Linked DNA regions of Mus musculus: region 1 is linked to region 2. The links are chromatin contacts, called in public Hi-C maps. All regions are on one chromosome and are shown on one strand. The core of a region is the stretch at or near the end of the contact, and the rest is flanking DNA. Distances in the headings are between cores, read along the strand shown. Region 1 holds the start of Tfec (transcription factor EC). Region 2 has its middle 120 kb from the start of Mdfic.

Region 1 (3,937 bases), core at 791-3,290, 1.1 Mb after region 2:
CTTCTGCTTTACTTTTGCCTTTCTGACTACACATGCCACTTATTTATTATTATAATTATTATTATTATTATTATTACAATCCAGTCATTGCCCCCATTCTGGTCCTCCCTCTCACAGTTCCTCATCCCATTCCTCCTTTCCTGTCTCCAAGAGGAAGTCACCCCACTGACAGGCCTCCCCACTCCCTGGGGCCTCAATACTCTCCAGGGTTAGGCCAGTCAGTCCTCTGCTGTATTTGTGTCCAGGACCTGGGACCAGCTCCAATATGCTTCCTGGTTGGTGGCTCGGTGTCTGATAGATCTCAGAAGTGCGGGTTAGTTGAAACTGCTCATCTGCCTATGGGGCTGCCAGCGTCCTCAGCTTCTTCCAAACTTTCCCTAATTCTACCACAGGGGTCCCCGACTTCAGTCCAGTGGTTGGCTGTAAAGCATCTGAGTCTGTCTCAGTCAGCGTCAAGCCACTGTTTTTAAAAACAATTTTCTACTTCTACTATGCAAATCACTACAATTCCTGAAAAAAACATGTACTTGCTTTAATTTGGCATTGTATACAAACATCTTGCAAAGTATCTCAGCTGGTTAGAAGTTAAATGTTCATGTCTAAGACATTAAGTTGAGTTAATGTCTAAGAAATTTGTTTTGCTTTTGAAATCAAGCCCAAGTTTCAGTTCAGTAAAATCTACTCCTCCAGTAGCCTAGTCTACTGCTTCACAGAGAAAGCAAGAAGGAGAAAGTCACAAAATCCACGAAACAAACAAAGTGTAGATATGTAGTCCACTGAGTCCATAGCTTTAAAGGTTTCTTTAAATACTCAAGTGTAAACCTCAAGTTTGACCTATTTAAGGTTGCTTCCACCAAATACGGAAAAGATTTAATTCAACAGCTACTTGAAAGTGTCTAGCCACAATCAGCTCCATGTAAGACCCGAGGGAAGCACCCTTCTCGCAGGATCTTGCTGAACTCTCATTCTGTTTTAGCTTTCTTTGTTGACAAAGCCTTTGAGCAGGGAAAAATTGTCAAGTACACTGAAAACTCTTTATCACTAAATGAGGCTTCTAGCAAATAAATTACCAATGAACAACTCAAGCAAAATTAAATATTACCTCAGGTTCATTATTGTTCTCAAAATGTCTATTCCTAATAATGTGGGATAGTATTGATAATCTAGAATAACCACAGAAACAAATCTATGTGCATATAACACCTCTTTATTTATATTTGTGCACATACAGAGAAATAATCCTGGCCCTAATTTTTAGGGCTTTGTTTCAATTTAAAATTATTACTTTAAAAGTTACTGGTTTAGTATACTTGAAATCTCCTAAGCAAAATAATTAGATCTACATATGTACAAAAGGAATACCATAACCTAACCTTGGGAAAAGAACACATGCTAAAATCCTATCTGGTGTTATTATCTGTGAAGAACAAATATTCTTATATATTCTTAACTTTAAAAAAAAACAATAAAACAGACAATGTTTGAATGTAAATTGAAATTAACATTTACTCATAAAATACCATACGATGCAATAAAATGTTAAATTATATTCCAATTTAGTAAATATCTGAAAATATTAAACTAGAAGAAATTCCCTAGGTTATCATAAACTAAAACAGTGATTTCTACATCTTGATTAAAATAGAAATTGATAGCATTCCCGTTATATCTCATCCACATTATAGCGAATCGTAGCTTGGCTGCTCTAAGGTCCTGATACCTGACTACCATGCAAGATGAAACCATAATTACAAGAGAGCTATGCATATTATCAAGGCAAAACAGGTATTGATTGAACTTGTCATCATATTTGTTTAAAGCACAGAAAATTAACCTTAACCTTCCAGTTTGGTTACCTACCAGCACTGATTGGATTCTAGGTGTGTCATCGCGGCTACAAACAGCTCCAAATTACAGCCCCTCGTCTCATAACCTAAGCACAAAAGTCAAGGGTCTGCTCAAGAAGAATAAATGGTTTGAACAGCTTGGAATCCGCTTAGTTGAGGAAGGAGAAAAGAGAAGTCACCCATTAGGGCATTTCCTGGACTCTGGTTGGAATTTCAGTTAAGGAAGAAGAAATGACACAGCAGTTTTAAGTTAAGGCGACTTCCTTTCTTTATCAGAAATGTGCTACTAATTTGAGAAACAGCATTCCAGAAAAACTACTCCAGTGGTGTGACTACAGTAAAAATCCTCTCATTGATGCCGTTATTGCCCCATAATAAACATTTTTCCCCAGAATTTACAATGGCAGTATGTGGTTATTAGCTCAGTGGACTAAGACCCCACAGTTATTGCAACACATTCTGCCTTACAAGTAAGTTTCTTCAGAACACTGTCCTTGCCCACTTTCAGTTAGGAATTACACTTTGACTTAGAATTGTTATTGTTTGAGTTTTTGTTTTAAGACTATTTCCTGAATTTTATATAATGCGAGTTTTCTTACTTCCCAATTTGTTCTCAAAGACTTCATAACCAAGAATAATTGATCTTCCCAAGAAGATTAGACAGAAACATAAAATTGAACTTTGGATGTATATGTGTGTGTGCTTGTGTGTGTACATATATAATATATATGAGTACATATATATTATATATTTCTATATACTATATATTAATGCTATATTATTGCATGTATAGTATATACTACATATAGTGTATATTCTACTATTTTATATATATATATATATATATATATATACAAATAGCTTTCCTCTTGACCCTCAAACCCTCAAAGCTGCCTTTCAAATATCTCTCTTTCTTTCTTTCTACTCAATCAGACATTATTGATGTCAGGAGCTTTCAGCCAGAATCACAAATGACTCTATTAAGAACCCATTTTAGGAGTAAGTACACTAATCTAATTTTCAAAACAAAACATAAATGTTTTCTATACCAGAATTTGATACACTTTTCCTGTAAGGCATATAATAAGAAGCATTTTGAACTTTTGGGGGTGCAACCCATTCATGGCTTCCCAGTTCTGCTGCAGTAATGGCGTACTTACGAGGTCCACAAATGCATGACCACAGCACCTCGAGCTGTTTGTCTCCATTCAGAGGCTCCAGAGAAGTCTGTGTCCCCTGCCTGTGATTTCACATCTTATGTCCTCTCCTAAATCCATTCTAGTCAAGCTCTTAAAAACTACTGAACAGAACACCTCAACTAGGCTTATCAATATTACTACTGGCAGTAATTTATCAGTCCCAACATATTTTCCATATCAACAGCATGTGCTTAATAAGCCTTTAATATCTTCTTCCATTTGTATCAATGCACACTAATAATCAGTCTCACTGCCTTCATTTTCATGCGTTTTCAGGGTACCACAGTAAGACATTCTTCTATATAATTAGATATTCAGGTGTCCTCTTCTGTTTCCTTCTCTTTTCTCTGATTACTAAAATTGAAATACATACAGGATCCTCTTACCTTCTGGACTCCTGACCTTGACTCTGACAAAATCTCTGCTTGCTGGAAAACAATCTGACATTCATTAAGGACAGGCTTTTGCTGTATTTCAAGTCCCAAAGACTCTCCAAGGGCTCATGTGCTCAAAGCTTAGTTCCAGCTTGACATATTAGGAAGTGATGGAAAGTTGAAGAAGCAGGACTTACTGGAGGGCCTTTGGCTACCGGGGACGTGCTTCAGGGGTCCATACCTGTTTTCCTTCTGGCCTTGAAGTGAGCAGATCCCTTCTGGCAGCCATTCTTCCCACAAGCCACCTTACAAGTCCCAAAGTAGTAAGTCAACTCATTGTGAACTGAAAGATTTCAGAAATGTGATCCCAAATATGTTTTTTTTCTTATAACTTGATGTTTCTTCATGTATTTCATTCAAAGTAAAAAAGGCAACATTTCTATGGAAGTAAAAATCAAACATCAACCCAGCTACTGTGACTCCTCAGAATAAGTCTTGCCACATGGTAGACAGAATG
Region 2 (3,669 bases), core at 547-3,046:
ACGGAGTTAAGGTAGTGCATGCTTTGGAAACTATTCCTGAAATGGACACTTGAAATATTTGTTACCAAGTCAAAATAGAATAAACTGAGAAGTATGGGGCAAGATTCTGTGCCAAGTCAGTCTGGAGCTGTGAGAGGCTGCCAATGAGGAATTTCTTGAGCCAAGGAGAAAGCAAACAATCAAAGGAAACGTAGAAAGGAATCTGAGAGACTCAGGACAGAGCAGGTGGTGATGGTTTTTTTTTCTTTCTTCTTTTCACACAAGCAGGAAAACTTTGCTGAAGTTCTTCCATTCACCATGAGTTCCAACGGTGTATGTCAAGATTATAGTGTATCAAACTCGTCTGAAGACAAGATTCCTTTAAGGTTATTGAAAAATTCTTGGCAGAAAATGCCTTTGTTCTTCTAGCTCTTTTGAATCATGATGACGAAGAAGATGATGATAAAGCAGCAATTGTTATGTATAGAACTTAACACCTTACTGGTAATGCGTCAACCCTTTTAATCCTTTGGCTACCTTGCTTGATTTGATTTTGAGGACTAAACATGACATGTAGATTTTAAAGTTCATTAGAGTCCCCTATTTTTGGAACAGACAAGAATGTCTATAGAGAGAAGTTTACAAAACTCCACTGCATTCTTCTTGTATATTTTCTTAGCAGAGTCATGGATGCCATTGCAGAATTGCATGGTCATCAGAACTATAACAATCCTAGGCAAATTGTTCAATGCACTGTGCAAGTAAACCAGACATGTTTTCCAGATTGGCTCTGCCACTTCGAAGCTAGAGTGCAGAGTGAAGGATGATGAGTGAGGAAAGAAAGCGGAAGAGTTTTGGGTCTTAGGAAACAAGAAATTAGAAGAGGTCAGCCTTGGGATAGGTAATCTGAGAACCCCATATAAATGTACACTGATCCTGTTTGGATCAGGAAGCTATGCTTGCCTACTCAACCTGATTGGTCACTCAGGACTTTGGGTTCACCACTCTAGCTATGTGGGATAAGAAGCTACGAGCCCATAGATAATGAGAAAGCAATGAACTACTGCCCCTGCTCTTTCTGACACATTTCTCTGAAGACAAAGGTACAACTGTGTTGACAGAAGTCCTGGAATGGATTTGCTATTTTGGTTCAGATCTCCTTCATGGTCTAGGCTTCCCTCTTGTTAATATCCAGACAATATGGATTGTAGCTTAATGGTCCAAAATGGTAATCTTACTATAAATGAAATGTTTGCTGGGCACGGTGATCCATACAGAATCCTGACACTCCAGAAACTGAGGCAGGAGAATTCTAATTTCCAGGTCAGCTTGAACTATGTTTAGAGACTCTACTTAAACACAAAAGAATGATACAAAGATGAATAGGAAATAGAAATGCAAAAGTACAGTCCTTATTTTACCGCAACCACGTTTGAAAGAGCTCTGGATACCTGAATCATTCAACCTTCCTAATAAGTTCCTGAGACCGAGAGGGAGGTTCAACAATAGACCAGTCTACACAGGCAGAAAGTGGTGTTTAGAAAGAAGAAACTACACAAGAGTACAGATTCACTTTACAGGAGGGCCAGGACTTGAACCCAGAATGTCCGGTTTGATCAGATCTGTTCTTAACAGCCCCATAGATCACTAGATGCGGTTTCAGAAGTTTGCTTCATGTTTGTGTCTGTACTGCTCTTCTGAGGTGCAGGAGACAAGGTTTTCCCAGTCTGCCACTTAGGCATAAGATTAATGCACTGAAGCACCATTAGGGTCAATGTCATGCTGCTTTGCAAATTAACCTCCTTTATGCTCTTGTCAGACTGTATGGGGAAGTGAAAGGTTTTTCATCTTTGGACTTCCCCATTTACTCACCATCAATGCCAGCTGTGGCCAACAGGCTTTTTTTTTTTTTTTTTTTTTTTCTTGACTACATTGGAACAAACACTTGTAAAATTACTTACATTTAGAAGATGGAAATGTTGGCATTACAAGCTTTGAGGATACAGAAGTCCAACTCTGATGAATTGATGGCTTTTGCCGATATAGTTTAAAGAGAAATGAGTTTTTTAAAAAAGTCCCATGAGAGCCACATGAGAGTTACTCAGAAAGCACCTGGCATTCTGCCTTTCCTGGTGCTTATTCTCATGACAACACAAGCTGCTCTGGACGTACAGAGAGCAACGCTGTTGCATCAGTCAGTGGCTGCCTAAAGTAATTACTAATGACTTCAGTCCATTGTGTCTATTCTCAGCTAATGGTGGCTACTCTTTTTTTTTTAATTTTTTAAATTTATTTTATATATGAGAGTACACTGTGCACTGTCACTCTCCTCAGACACACCAGAAGAGGGCATCGGATCCTATTACAGATGGTTATGATCCACCATGTGGTGGCTGGGAATTGAACTCTGGTACCTTAACCACTGAGCCATCTCTCTAGCTCCAGCCAATTTAAATATTAAAGGATTTTTTATTTTCTGTAGAACAGCTACAGAGTGCTTAGCACCTATGAGTTAAAGGTGTGTCATTACAAGCACAGACAAATATAGCAGAACAGAACACTAGTTTAGAAGACCGAACATGATACAACTTGTGATGGTTTGTATATTCTTGGACCAGGGAGTGTCACCATTTGGAGGTGTGACCTTGTTGGAATAGGTGTGACCTGGTTGGAGTAGTGTGTCACTGTGGGTGTGGGCTTAATACTCTCACCCTAGGTACCTGGAACTCAGTCTTCCACTAGCAGCCTTTGGATGAAGATGTAGAACTCTCAGCTCTACCTGCGCCATGCCTGCCTGGATGCTGCCATGCTCCCTCATTGATGATAATGGACTGAATCTCTGAACCTGTAAGCCAGCCCCAATTAAATTTTTTTTTATAAGACTTGCCTTGGTCATGGTGTCCGTTCATAGCAGTAAAACCCTAACTAAGACACAACACAATGTGTTTCTCCATAAATAATCTGTCCTTCATTCATATTGCATTTTTTCAGTGAAGAAACTGGGTATGCTGATTTTACCTATTAGTCTCACTTGAAAATCTCTCTTCTATTGTGGAAAAACCAAACCGGACCAAACCAAACCAAACCAAACCAAAACAAAACAAAACAAAGAATAAACCCAAACCACAACCTTAAATTATTGGCTATAAATGGCATTAAGTTGAGACTTTTAAATGTCCCTTTATAAGAATGTCACCTTCCTATCTTTTGCATAAAACATTCATTCTTCGATCTGAGGTTAATGAAACTGTTGTTCATTGGTATGTCTGTGTCACATGGTACTTGGAAACTTTTCAGCAACAGAATTGGAATAAATAAGATGCTTAGATACAACCAGGGATCAGTCCACTGCATAGCTGTTCTTAAACCTTCTCATTATTTTGTTTTACCATAATTAAAAGAAAAGATATAAACCTACAGGAAACTTGAAACATGAATGATAAAAAGCTAGACAGATGCCAATAAGTTAAAATGAAGGACATCAGGTTAAAAGTAATGTTGATAAAACTAAAGGTTGATATATATGCAATAACAATAATGAAAGCAACTGAGGCCATCAAGAGTAAAGAAGATGGCAGAGCTTAACGGAAGGGTACCTGGGAGGGGCTGTAGCAAGGAAATGGTGAACGGTCTACACCCAGTGTAGGGGAATGCCAGGGCCGGGAAGCAGGAGTGGGTGGGTTGGTGAGC

Evidence for each region. A called contact is a pair of places that touch in the nucleus more often than the background predicts.
Region 1: a contact with region 2 is called in a Hi-C map of granulocyte-monocyte progenitors, with 3 times the contacts expected there. The contact joins the promoter of Tfec here to the enhancer-like site in region 2. A contact is called at or near these places in 2 of 39 promoter capture datasets (hippocampal neurons and liver), 2 of 484 Hi-C or Micro-C datasets (bone marrow-derived macrophages and granulocyte-monocyte progenitors) and 1 of 9 other capture datasets (liver).

What each region holds. Positions count from the first base shown.
Region 1 is chr6:16,896,401-16,900,337 of GRCm38.p6, forward strand. Tfec (transcription factor EC) reads right to left here and starts at 2,041. Exons shown (of 7, transcript NM_031198.3): 1 at 1,861-2,041.
Region 2 is chr6:15,839,920-15,843,588 of GRCm38.p6, forward strand. No RefSeq gene overlaps it. Among named protein-coding and RNA genes, the nearest start is that of Mdfic, 120 kb to the left of the region's middle. Within about 2 kb of position 1,797, at least 73 of the 459 cell types and tissues checked have an H3K27ac peak or open chromatin away from gene starts, as enhancers often do. A contact at or near this core is called in bone marrow-derived macrophages and granulocyte-monocyte progenitors, where this site is marked.